Regions from separate parts of the Zea mays genome. Here region 2 is linked to region 1. Evidence: chromatin contacts called from public Hi-C data. All regions are on one chromosome and are shown on one strand. The core of a region is the stretch at or near the end of the contact, and the rest is flanking DNA. Distances in the headings are between cores, read along the strand shown. Region 1 holds the start of LOC100191969. Region 2 has its middle 49 kb from the start of LOC103640852.

What was found. A called contact is a pair of places that touch in the nucleus more often than the background predicts.
Region 2: a contact with region 1 is called in a Hi-C map of tassel, with 2.3 times the contacts expected there. The contact joins the enhancer-like site here to the promoter of LOC100191969 in region 1. A contact is called at or near these places in 4 of 25 Hi-C or Micro-C datasets (ear, leaf and tassel).

What each region holds. Positions count from the first base shown.
Region 1 is chr10:10,751,244-10,757,970 of Zm-B73-REFERENCE-NAM-5.0, forward strand. It overlaps LOC100191969, which reads right to left and starts at 3,449. Exons shown (of 5, transcript NM_001137393.1): 1 at 3,035-3,449; 2 at 2,020-2,304; 3 at 1,224-1,352; 4 at 1,041-1,138; 5 at 96-967. The coding sequence starts at 3,430. The coding sequence ends at 154. It also overlaps the pseudogene LOC103642299.
Region 2 is chr10:10,902,711-10,909,437 of Zm-B73-REFERENCE-NAM-5.0, forward strand. It overlaps the pseudogene LOC103642299. Among protein-coding and RNA genes, the nearest start is that of LOC103640852, 49 kb to the right of the region's middle. Within about 2 kb of position 3,886, at least 14 of the 20 cell types and tissues checked have an H3K27ac peak or open chromatin away from gene starts, as enhancers often do. A contact at or near this core is called in ear, leaf and tassel, where this site is marked.

The DNA.
Region 1 (6,727 bases), core at 2,199-4,698:
GAAAAAGGCAAATTCTGTTCAACATCCATTTCCCTTTGTTGTATCGCCGTAAGAGATCTCTTCGACGCAACGTAACCCTTCCACATCCTCCTTTTGTATCGCCATTACACTAGTATTACATGTGTTTTACAACAGCACGGGGCAGCAACAAAGTTATGTGACGGCTTCTGGAGCCGAGTTACAGTAAGGAGTGTGCAGACAGATGAATCTAGTCGACATCAAGCACACGGAGGCGAAGGCAACACCTACCAGCAGGCCAACGACGCTCTTCCGCACGTCCAACCGCAGTGAGCGCCTGAAGACGCGGCCAAAGCTGGGGATCAGAGCCCCGCACGCTATGACCATCCAGTAGTCAAGCCCATCATAGTCGATCTTCGCAAGGATTGCACTGATGGCGGCGCTCGGCGCTGCGAGCCCTGTCAAAGCGGCAGCGGCAAGGGCTCCACGCCAGCTATCTGTGGCACCATACACGCAGCTCGCCGCGGCAGCGCCACGTGGAAGACCGTGGAGGGAGGCTGGGAGAACCATGTAGCGGCCGAGGCCATAGGCCTTGCGAGCCGCGACACCGAGCGCAAGCCCTTCAGCATATGCGTGAAGGAATACGGCGCCACAGGCAAGAAGGGACTGCACTGTGAGGGCACTGAGAGAGAGGCCGGAGGATGACGCGATCACGTTCACGGAAGACCTTTTGCGATTGAACAACCGGAGGATGCTTGATGTGGCGGCGTGGTAGGCCAGGGAACCTCCGATGAGGAGGAAGAGGGTGGTGAAGAGACCCATTTTTGAGGTCATTAGGAGCTGCACAGGTCTCCATGCCGCGAGACGGAAAGCTATGCCGGATGCGACACCGGTGAGAAGAGGGTGCGGCATGCTGAACCCAAGAGAGAATGTGACGAGTATAATTCCACCGATAAGTGGACCGAGTCCAAACACAAGTGATACTAAGAAGCCTGATGCGTCTTCCACACTGCACAATACATCTTTATCATCAGCGGGAGTTCTCTCTTTTTAGACCATAAAAATGTTAGTAGCAAACTTACTTGTTGCCATCTGTAAATCCCAGAAGCACCGTACTTAATGTTTCCATGAAAGCAACAGCGAGTGTTCCAGCAGAAGCTACTTGAGATGGAGTTGCTTCCTGTATGTTATTACAGAGAAAATGTCAACTGCTTCCTCAAACAAATGTATGCACATTTTTCTTAGAATATGGTTCGGGTACTCACCTTAAAAGCGTCAGGAAGAACCTCCGCTATAACAATCCATATCATGCACCCTGCTGCGAAACCAGTACAAAAGGGAAGCACCTTCTGGAATGCATCGGCACAGAGGAATGCAGGAACAGCAACAATTGGCTGGGTTTGCAAACAAAAACGAAGTAAATAATGTCGCTACTGAAACTGAATTAGACTGCCGTTGCATATGGGGAGATGGATTATGTATTCACAACCTGAGAAATAACTCTACTGAACTGCAGATAGGATCACAGATTTAGTACATGATAATGCTTATGCACAACTAGCAGGAACCAGGAAGGATAGGAAACTGCTTAGAAGGTGGCTGTGAAGGCTGAAGAAAACACCCATTGCACCTTGCAATCATATTACAGTTAGTGCTACTAAATTAACTACCACTATGATTCAGTTTGGTAATTTGAATATATAGATAAATTAATAAAAGCCTCACAGGACAACGTTCATCAATACACAGCAAAGTTACAGCCTTAATCTTACACCACTTTACAAGTTATCCTGTCTATCCACACTCTACACTGAATCACTCGTTTGCACAAACAAGCACATGAACATGAATAAATAGAGTCACAGACACCGGGAGAAAGAAAACAACATAGTTAATTTAAAATTCCACAAAACAAAGGTTGATTTTTGTCCCTTCATAGTTGCAAATAGATCAAGATAACTCAAAAGTTGGTACGCTTTTCATAATGTTTCAAGAATAAAGACAATAAACTGATGAGATTATTTCATATTTCAACTCAGAAAATGAAGTTAAGAACTGCACCTGTGGTAAAGATGTAATGATACTCCACATCATTGCCTTTTGGGGGGACACCCCTCTAGACGCGAGAACCATGCTTACTGCTAAGCCTTCTGGTATGTTGTGCACTGCTATAGCTATAGTAACTAGAAGACCCTGAGAGAACCCTTTTGAGCCAGCAAAGGAAACACCCACACCAGAGCCTTCTCCAAAAGAATGAAGAGTCATTATTCCAACAACAAGAATAACTTTACTTGCATCTGCCCCTTTTATATCTAACATGCTTACTTCTCCATATTGCTCAAGAAACTGCAGACAGGGAAATAATATAAGTTATGTTATGAAAGATAAATAAATATAAAAAAATAATGAAGAACAGGTTATCCCAATTAATCTGAAAACATAAGTACCAGCTAAATTTGATATGATGATGAACGCACTTAAAATGTAAGTGTAAAGTGAAATATGTACTTTAAGTTTTATTTAGGCATCCTGCACACTACCTTGTAAAGTTGTAAGCATACATATGAGGGAAGTGTGTGTGCACATACATTATGTGAGCAGTGTGCTCAAATATGCCCATTTAAGTTTTGCGGTTGCTAAAACTGTGACTGTCATCAACTCTGACAACTACAAAAATCTTTGGGTGAAAGACCATATAAGTGGGTTTTATATGATTGCTAGCACCACTATGCTGACAAATATTTTGACATTAGCGCCCTTTTAAATGTCAATGATATGTTTTGTTTAGCAACTGCTAACATATCTAGACATATAGGAATAGGCCTTTCACAAGGTCTAAGATAGCTAGTGTTTAGCAACCTTGATTTTGTTTATCACTGGGAAGTGTATCAGATGATTATAGCATTGGTCCCCATACAAAATCCTACTATTGAACAAACTTGTATGACATTCACGAATAGTTCCTTCGGGTATAAATCCACTGAAATGTGGCTTGATATTTGCAAGATGATGAAACTCCTTGATATGAATGGTCAGTAATAGTATCAAAGAAAAATGAAGAAGAATTGTTACGCACCTTCTTACAAAGCCAAATAAATATACCTCCACTCAGAATTCCGAACACAACCCAGCTCCCACTGCCATACACCTGCCCTTCCTGCACAAGGTCAAAGCTGGCGGCCAGCATCACCCCGGCCGCCAGCCCATTGCAAAGGCCAGCCCACTGCGCTTCGAGCTCCATGAAAAAGAAGGGCACCGCTCCCAACCCCGTCGCCGCGGCCATGGCAAGCGTGGACCACGCGACGGTCGACACCGGCACCCTCCCCGCCTTGGCCCCATCCTCCACCACCTTCCTATGTGGCGCCTCCTGTACTAGCCGCACGCTGCCAGGCTCGGTCTCGGCGACCGCCGCCACATCCCAGACCAGGACGACGAGCAGGAACACTAGGATCGCCCCAGCTCTTCTGTCCATGATTATTCACCTGATTGTCCCCCCCCCCCACCCACACACGCCACCCCCTGACTTTACCCTGTCAGGGCAGCGTGGGCGAGAGGCCTGCAGGTCAGCGCAGCCGTGCTGTCGTCAGAGGAGTCGTCAGCGGAGCAACTGAATGGTCATGGCTTCCGCGTGGGTGGTGCTGGGAAGATGCTCCAATCCAATCCCTGGCACAGAAAGGAAGTGCATTCAGCAACCTTGTCCGACCGTCACAACCTCTGCAGCTGAGGAGCTGCCTGAGCACAGGGACGCAAACGACCAGACAACTTAGTAAGCATGAGATCCGAGCGATTTTGGTGAGAACAGTCTGGCATTACTGCGACAACACGCAGCAGACGACAGGAAGCGCGACGAGGTGAAGCGACCGGGATCGGAAAACAGATCTGAGTACCCCGAGTGCTTGTAGTAGCAGCAATACAACCAGAGAGAAGTCCCAGCCAGGGCGGCCTTACCAGCTGGCAGAGGGATGGAACCGAGCCCCCGAAGCCCGATGGATCTGCGCCTCCGCGCTAGAAGAAGGGATGGCGAGGAAGAAGAAGCGGGCGGGCCGCGGGCGGAGAGGAGAGGCTGGGTGTGACGTGGTGGCCCCCGCCCGGCTGCCGGCGAGGCAGATTTAGAGGGCGGGCGGCGCACGCGGATTTGGAGTCGCGGAAACCGGCGACCCCCGGCTGTGGGGGGTGCGGGGCGGTCACGGGCAGGGGCAGGGGCCTCACGGGACGGCAAGCACGGGCCCCGGCTCACTCCACCGAACAACGGGCGACGCGTCGCCAGTCGGGTTCGGCCGTGGCGTGCGCGGTGCGCGGGGAATCTGCCGTACACCTTGGGATGGAAACGGCATCGGAAAATCCGGTATTGACCGATGTTACACTCTATATTTAAATACAGTTTTAAATACAAAACAGTTTTATAAATAATATAGTTTATTATACAAAATAATATTTTAATTGACCATATAAATGAACTGCTGAATACAAAAAAAATACAGGAACAAAAAAATTTCTAAAAAAAGTGGTGGGAACGAAAACGGCTGAAACATTTTTCCAATCGTATTTTTGAATTCCGTATTTGGGGCTATTTTCAACTATTTTGAAAACTGAAATTCTCTCCCGGATTTTTGGGGCTGGGAAAAATTAACTTAATTTTCCCTTGGAATCTTAAGAAAGATTTAAGTTTGCAAACTACCCTTTATATAAGAAAATCCAACTAGTATTTTCCTGTTTTATTTGTATAAAAAATCAGGTCTATTAGAGCATCCAAACCCACCAACCGCATTCAATCTAATACTATTCACAGTGGTTTTCCTAAATTTTTCCTATGTCATTTTTTGCGTCACATTATCAACATTTCATCTCCTAAATATTCTCCTTATATCCACTATCTCTATAAAATATTATTTCCCATACATTTTTATCATCTATACCATTTTTTATATAACTAATAAATAGTGTCGAGCACCGAAATCGAGATAAGAGGACTGCATAGCGCTCCCCTAGATCTGGTGAAGTATTGTGCCGCCCCTTGCCATGTAACTTCTGTAGAGTGAATCAGTGCAGACAAGTGCAGACAGTAGCATTAAGGCTGTCTCCAGCAACGTCCCCTAAATTTTGTCCTTTAAAAGAATATTCTCTGTCCTTTACAGCACACCCTAAATTTTTTTATCCTCTATATCATCTTAGTCTCCAATAACATTCCCTAAATTTGATCCTCCATAGCTACAGTATTAACAGAATACACAACTACCTTATTTATTCAACGTTAAATAGTCGTATTCAAATTCAATCACGAGACCACAGTCTAAGCTACAAATCTTAACCTTATTTGCCAAATAACCAATTAATTATCACATTACTCGTCGCGCCGCCGAGGACCACCTCCATCTTCAACCACAAACCGCCGCATTAGCACGTCGTCCGTCAGCGACTTGCCGCGGAACACGCGGCGGCCGCCCTCGCAGCCGCCTCCTTTGCCCGCGGCCGGCCTCCCCCGCCCAACGGCGGCCTGCAGCTCGGCCGCCGGCAGCGGGCTCGCGCACCCGGACACCGACGCAGTCGATGCGCGCGAATAGCTGTACCTCCGGCGCGACGCCACAGGAGATGGGTCCGCACAGGCACACCCGCGTGAACGACGCCGCCATGTTCAGCGACGAAGACCTGCGCAGCTTCCCGAGGCCCGTCCAGCGTCGCGCTCTTGCCGGCGGCCGTCACCCCGATGCCGCAACGGCCTTCGTCGGTGATGCCTTGGCCCCGCCCGCCGCCGGCTGCTTCCAGACGAGGAGGGAGAGAATGCGATGGAGAAGGCCGTGGCGAGCCTGGTGCCTGCCACGGAGAGAAAGTAGACATTTCAAGGCGCGGGAGAGAGAACCGGTCGGCGTTTAGCGGACGCTCAGCAAGCTCCACATTTGGCGTCTCCCGGACGAGCGCTAAAATTTAGCGTGAGTTTACCAGATGTTGTTGGAGGTAAAAAGGAGCCTGAAGTCCGCTATATTTAAGGTACCGGGTCCTTTAGCGGACCTTGCTGGACACAGCCTAACCTTTACACGCTATATGAAGAGGAGGGGGCCGCTAGCGAGGTCGTTGCAGGTAGCCTAAGATTGTCTGCAGCGGTCACTGCATATCAGCCCTCTCCCCTTGCATGGCGGCTACAGGGGGCGCCCCACGCCTGCAGCGTTGTCCCTGTAGGGTCCCCTACGTGTCGGCCCCCTTCTCTCTCTACAGGCAATGTTTCACTATTCACTTTCTCTTGCATCATTCATTCCTGTAGCAGTGTGTCCACGAGTAATTGTTAGTAGATGAAAAGTAGGTATAAGAAATGATATTTTATGGTTGTAGTTGAGTATAAAGAAAGTATTTAAGGAGAACCGCTGTGGAGATAAAAAATTAGAGAATAAACTGCTAATGATATTGACAAAAAATGATATAAATAAAGAAATTTAGAGAAAATCGCTGAAGATAGTATAAGGCAACAAACCGGGAGTCCAACTATGGACTATCTCTATGCACGTAATGCGAGCGCAGACCAGGGATTTGGGATTTTCTCGGTTTCCATAGACCGTAGCCACCGACGCCAGGCACCAACGCCCACTGGCCACCATACACCGCAATGTCGTTAGTCTGTTCTGTACTACGTACTCAATGCTAAAAACTAGAAGAAATATTGCCCCATTCTATAGTCATCATTGTGCTACTTAAGTCAAATTAAGTTCAGTTAAATTATTTTATTCCATTCTGTTACACTTATAGGGTGTCGACGTGAAATGGTAAATTGTCAAGCACT
Region 2 (6,727 bases), core at 2,636-5,135, 150 kb after region 1:
TGCTAGCAACAAGATCCGCGAATCGCCACGTGCGCGTGCGATTCGGTTGGGGATTTCCGATTCCGCCTTGGCTCTGATATCGCGCTGTCGTTTTAACCGATTCCCCCGATCGTAGCGCATCTGGGTGTATAAATCGTGGGTACCTGACCGCCTCATCCGCTCCTCAACCCAGCCACCAGGATCTGAGGTTTTCACGCCGCCCAGGAGAGCTCCGTCGTAGAGAGAGTCGGCCACCGTCAGGTTGCAAGCTTGTGAAGTCACGGTTCGTGCTTACTGGTGGATTTTGGGGGCATGGATGCTTGGGTCCATGGCGGATTGCTCACCGTGGTCCGCTTCGTCCGCCGCCGGGTGTACCCACACCATAGTCAACAGGCGCCAGCCATTTTTCACCGGTAAGCAAACCTCCTCCGAGTTCGCCTCAATCCGCTCCACGTGTAGAACCCATCCATGCTCGATTCCGCCCCCTCGTTCGTCCAGTTCTCCTGCTCACCGTCGCGGTGCCGCGTGGCGCTGTTGACTGTTCACCGCCGCGATGCCGCTGCGTCGCGTGGGCAACATCAACGACGCTCTGATCCTCGGTGAGGAAACATCCCATACAGCTTGCCTTGCTCCCCTCTCTGTTCCACATGTGTTCGTACAAATGTTGGGTTGCCGAAACGCTGATCGGGTCTTCCCTGGCATGGCGTTCCGCCGCGAAGAAGTCTAGCGCCGCCGTGGCTGTGCGGAAGATAGAAGACAGCTTCTGTGCCGTAGGATCATAATCTGGCGGCTAGGATTAGATCGCGATGGCGGTAGGATATTGACCGCAGATTTGAGAAGCAACGGTCTAGATTAGATTATGTATACCCCTTCGTCCACATAGAATCTCGGTCGTGGATCACTCGATCGACGGTTCTGGATGAGCATTGTTTCATTGAATCGACGAAGTTGATCGAGGCCCTTGATTTCTAATCCTGCGGCGAGGGATCCACCGTAACCCTTCGCCGTGGCAACTTGCAAAGAAACCCCTCTGTTTTCACGAAAATAACCCGCCGTCCTATATAAACTGTGAGTTGAGTCTGGGTTATTTTGCGCTAATGCCCCTGGCTTTTGGTTTATTTACGCGCGCAGTCCAGTAACCGAGGAAATTGAGAAAAACAATATAGAAATTGATTTTTAATACAAAAACAATTCTACAAACTTGTATAATTCATATTAAATTCATTTTAACTCCAAATTGAGTCATTCCAGTTGCAATAATTTTGTATTAATATTGTCTATCAACTAGTAACACTATTTAGCCATGAAACTTAAATTAACATTGTTCATTGGGATTAATCTATTCTAAGCACTAAATAATTTCGAAAATTCATAACTTAATAACTGTAGCTCCGAATTTAGTGGTTCTTGTTTCTACGATCTCGTTATGGCGCGTAGATTATTATTATGCAATGTATTCTTATGTTTGGTATAATGTTAATTTTGCCTATACCATGCTTGTTTGTATTGCTACGACTAGCGCGAGGTTACGAGCTACCTGAAGATCATCCTGGTACCTGGAATCTCAAGTCCCAGGCAAGTTGTGCCCTTGATCACTTCTTTTTACCCACTCATGTTCTAATTAATCATAATGATCTGCATAGGTTAATTTTGATGGGACCCAATAGGCTACCCTAGTTTGTCTATCTTTATACCTTGATTACCACTGAACTTTTTGGGTAGTACTTGCTAGTGCTTTATGTGGTTTTGGGTATGAAGATACATTATTCATGATCACACTTTTATTATCTGTTTATTATCATTGTTCATGATAAGATCATTATGTTAATTGGAACATGGAGAACCACCCGGGAAAACAGTGCTACCACAAGGGAGGAATGGGACCCCTTGGCTGATTAATTAGGAAAGCTAGTGGAAGACTACCTTACCCGAAAGGGGCAAGGGCAGTAGGGGGGTGGTCAGTGTAGGGAGGCCCTCGGGAGGATTTTGCTGCGATGGCGGTCCTGCAAGGGATTCCTGCATTGGAGCTTCCTATAAACTGTAGCGGGTTTTCTGAAGCTAGTGGAACTTTGTAAAGGCCTCGTAGTGTTACCCTGCCTCGCCTCCTCGGTAGAGGTGTATGGGAAGTCGCGATCCCTTGGCAGATGGGTAACATGACTTGTGGGTAAAGATGTGCAACCTCTGCAGAGTGTAAAACTGGTATACTAGCCGTGCTCACGGTCAAGAGCAGCTCGGACACTCACATGATTAACTTATGGAACTAAATTCAATTTGTCATATGCATTGCACCGCAGGTGATGTTGTTACTTTTGTTATTACTTAATTGGGTTTGTATTTACTTATACTTAGTAACTGCTAATAAAATTTTGACTAACTTTAAAAGCAATGCTCAGCTCTAACCATCCTCTTTGGTAAGCCTTACACTTCACATGAGCTCCCACCTTTGGCGAGTTCATACACATTATTCCCCACAACTTGTTGAGCGATGAACGTATGTGAGCTCACTCTTGCTGTCTCACACCCCCCCACAGGTCAAGAACAGGTACCGCAGGATGAGGCGCTTGGAGGATGCTGCGATGTGTTCGTGAGAGGTCTAGGCCGTCGTCTCCCAGTCAACTTTGGGTTGCTGGACTGTTGTCTCCTTATAATGTAATTATTTACTTATTTTGTATAGAACTCCTGATATGTAGTAAAGATGTGACATTCGATCCTGTGCCATGATTCATCATATGTGTGAGACTTGGTCCCAGCACACCTGGTGATTATGTTTACGCCCCGGCTTTGGACCCCTAAAACCCGGGTGTTACAAAAGGTTTGACCCTATTTCCCTTTCAATGAGCACCGCATACCCCTGCATGTATCTCTTTCATTAGTTCTTGGCCTTCGGCTCTAGACAAACACTTCAGCAATGGACAACAAACTCCTTGTTTATATAATTCTCCTATGATCATGTAAGGCCTTGTCCTAGCTTGCATTCTTTTTATGTAAACTTCGTTGTCCGAAGGATAATTTCCTTGCAGGAAAGATACAATCTTAGTCCTCTAATCTTCACTGTGTACTGGTGAGATTGTAAGCACCGCTCGCTTCATGAGCTCGACTGAAGGTGTTTTTAAAGTTTCAATGATTACTTCCGAAGGAAGTGGGAGCCCCTATGCCGCTCATTTAGCTAGTAAATCTGCATGCTCATTTCTTAGCTTTCTAAAACTAATACTTCAAATAGAACTGCCAAGTCTTTGAAGGAATGTGAAGATAGCTTTGTTTTACCTGTGTATATTTTGGGACTTGTTTGTAGATATGGGTATTGTGATTTGTCAATTGGCATGATTCTTTACAACATACATGATGCATTAAACACAACAATAGAGTCTTCTTATGATCTTATTCCAAGCAAGTTGGGGTAGACAACATACAGGATACATAAAAAATTGAAAATGTAATTTTAAAGGAGAGTGTGTTGGTCTGAAAAAATTTCGTGCATGTTTTTGCATTTTAATCTTTCCGAGCATGTTAAATGTGGACGTCTAAAAAAACTTGAGTGGTTGCTTGCTTTTGTATGCCAGGTCGAGTTGATAAAATGGAAGGGACAGTGGATAGGTACGACCGGATATCCAAAAAATTAAAATACTGACCATGGGATGATCTAAAAAAATACTGATTATGGGATGCTATTGATTGAGAGAGGACATTGGTCTTAATGGTGGATTTAGTTAGGGTAATTTGTTATTTTCATTTTAGTGATGTTTTAATTAGTAGATTATATAGGAGTATAGAAGTATAGACATAGATATAGATAGCTCAAACAGGAAATAGGTTACCTCTCAGTTTCACTGGGTTGGCCTGCTAGCCGCGCAGCTAGCCCAGCAGGCAGCAGACACTCTCTCGTCCTGCAAGCCTGGCCTGCCGCGGCCCACGCACCCGGCCTGTCAGCCCAAACTCCCTCCTGTCCCACGCTAGAACGGGCGCGCGGGCGTTCCCACGCTAGCCTTCCACGCTGCTGCCTGCTGACAGTGTGGCACCCCGAATCGCCTCACCCCACGTCCTACGTGTTAAGGATTTACACAGTAAATTAGGCTGTTTACGTGGTGAAATTTGAATTATGGGATGAGTTAGTGGATATAATAGAATCGCTGCTTGAGACAGTCTAAACAATAAGAATGTCTGCAGCCGTTATCCTAAATTTATCCCAGTACGGTCGTATATCTCACTATGTACCTCTCATTTCAAGTCGTCCGACTAATCCACGTCAGCCCCTTCCCCGGCCTTCTCGCTCACGAAACCTCTGCTTCACCTTCACGAAATATCCTCCAATCACGTAGATGCCGCCACTCCCCTCCCCTCCCCCGCCTGCCGCCGGCGCCCACGCCATCCCCGTGCAAGCAGCCTCCGCGCCGTTGACCCCGGGTCCGCGCCCCAAATCCTCACCCGTGTCTCTCGACACTGTGCTGCCAATCCTAATCGCGTGCGCGGCTTCGGTGCTGCGACCGCCATCGCCCCGCACGCAATAGCCGCCGTCCATTCTCCTCTTCGCCGAGATAGGCGGCGCATTTGGCGCCCCTCCCCCAGACATCCCGCGCCCCCGTCCCCCTAGCCTCAGCTTGCTAGCGCCCGCCCTCCGCCCTGTACCAAACAGCCATACCGCGCAAGCCCGCCTGAGACACCGCCAACGCCGCGCGATGGCCGCCTTCGCCGCTCACCCCTCTGCACGTCGCAACACCAGAGGTCGATAGGGTACCTCGTGCTCCCACCCGCCCCCAATGCCCACGGCGGCAACGACAGAACCCGGGGCGCCCGCATGCGGCGCTAGGTCTAGGCGCCCCCGCGGTGCCCCGTGCACCTCCTACACGGCTTCGGCGCCTCGGCGACGTGGCAGTGGGCCCCGTACCTCCACAGCCTCCTCGCGGTCGACCTCGATCCCATCGTCGCTTCCTCATCCTTGGTCCCCGACCACTCTGATGCCTTCCAAGCGAGGACCGTGAAGGCTGCCACCGTGGGCCTATTCCCCATCGTCGACGTCGGGGAGGCGGTCGAACTGCTCATCCCCTGGCGCCCAACGGAGGTGCGTTGGCTCGTCGATGATGTGTCATGTGATGGCTCAAAGGTTGGCCGATTTCTACCCTGTTTATGCTACCACTTTCGGTGCTTGATGAGTGTTTGTAAGCTTTCTTCTATTATATGTTGTCTTTTTCATTAATCAGTCACTTCAATTTAGACGATTGTGAATCCTTATCTTATTGGGAGTGATTTTGTGTATAATCTTACATACGCCGTATAATATGAGTTCATTAAGATACTACTGGCCAAAATCATAATGTCATTATGTGCAAATATTATATGATATATGGTATTTTCAGAAACGTCTACTCCATAGGAAGTTCAGATTGCCAGATGGACCTTCATGGTATTTGATTTTTTTAGTAAGACTGCAGACTATATTTGGAGTCTCAGCTCGACCATGTAAGTATCTTGCATCCTACTCCTCTTTAGATAGCAGCGTAAGCTAGACGTTGCTTTCAGGAATGGGTCCATACAATGAGTTATCTCTGATATCAAGCTCCTCAATATTTGCTAGATTTCTATGAAACAGAGGACCACAGACATCTGTATATTATTCCTCAAGCCCCAAGCAAAAAATGCATGCAGTCTATGATTTTTTATTGCTATATGGAATAAATTGTTAGTTAAACTCGGGCACCAAATATTCTCCATGGAAATTTCAGTTAAGTTCAGCTATCATATCTGAAAACTAAGATGTGTACTAATTGCTGCGCAAAGATGCAAATATCCTGGTGCTCTTATGTGGCAAAGAAGCAGTTGCTAACTGGATTATAAAAAGTTTCGTGTTATGGTCAGTTCCATGCAAGTTCTTTATTGTCAAATGTTTTTAGTTATGAAATCAGGTACTCCCTCCGTCCTAGAGTAGTTAACGTTATATGATTAAATTTTGTCTCTAAATAGTTGTCATTCTCACTTTTCCGGTGCATATTTCTCTTCTAACAATACATCTTTTTTAGCAACACATTTCTATCTCTATTTCTCTCTTGTTTTTTCCGCACCACACATCTTTACTTCTAAATTCCCACGTTTGAAATCTAAAACCTAAACTAATTTAGGATGGGTGGATTTGGTACAGAGTGATCACTTCTTTTTAATTTTTTTCCTTGTCAACAAAGGGCCTATACATATTCTCTTTTCAGATGAATTGGAGTTCCCACTGATCTATAACTGTGTTAAGCAATACAATGAAAATATGCATATTTATTATATGGGAAAGCATATGGTAAATAAATTTTAGTTTTAATTCAGAAAACCATCATTAGACAAATAAAACTGTTCTTTTCTATATGTATTATTACCTTGTTCAGTTGTACTCAACAAAATGAATATATTTTTATAGAGTTTAGTTGGTATGAAGTTTGTTCATAGTTGGCCATTTCTGGGCCGTGTAAGACTATTCTATGGAGACACCTTATTTGTAGATGACTGTGAAACCACTCATTAATCATGGGCATGATGTCACTGAGTTTCCAGGAATTTTAGGATGACCGGTAAGATTATCCTCTATTATAGTTTTCCTTACTTTACAATTGGTGATTCTGTTTTTTACTGATTACTCAGCCTACCACGTCTCTGTTTTTAGCGCTCTTGCTGCCAATTCCTATTATTTTTGGTCTCTTCGCAACCTGGCCTATGAGTACCCGGTTCGATCCCTTTAATTATTTTTTCAAGTCAGAATCTATTTGTAGAGTAT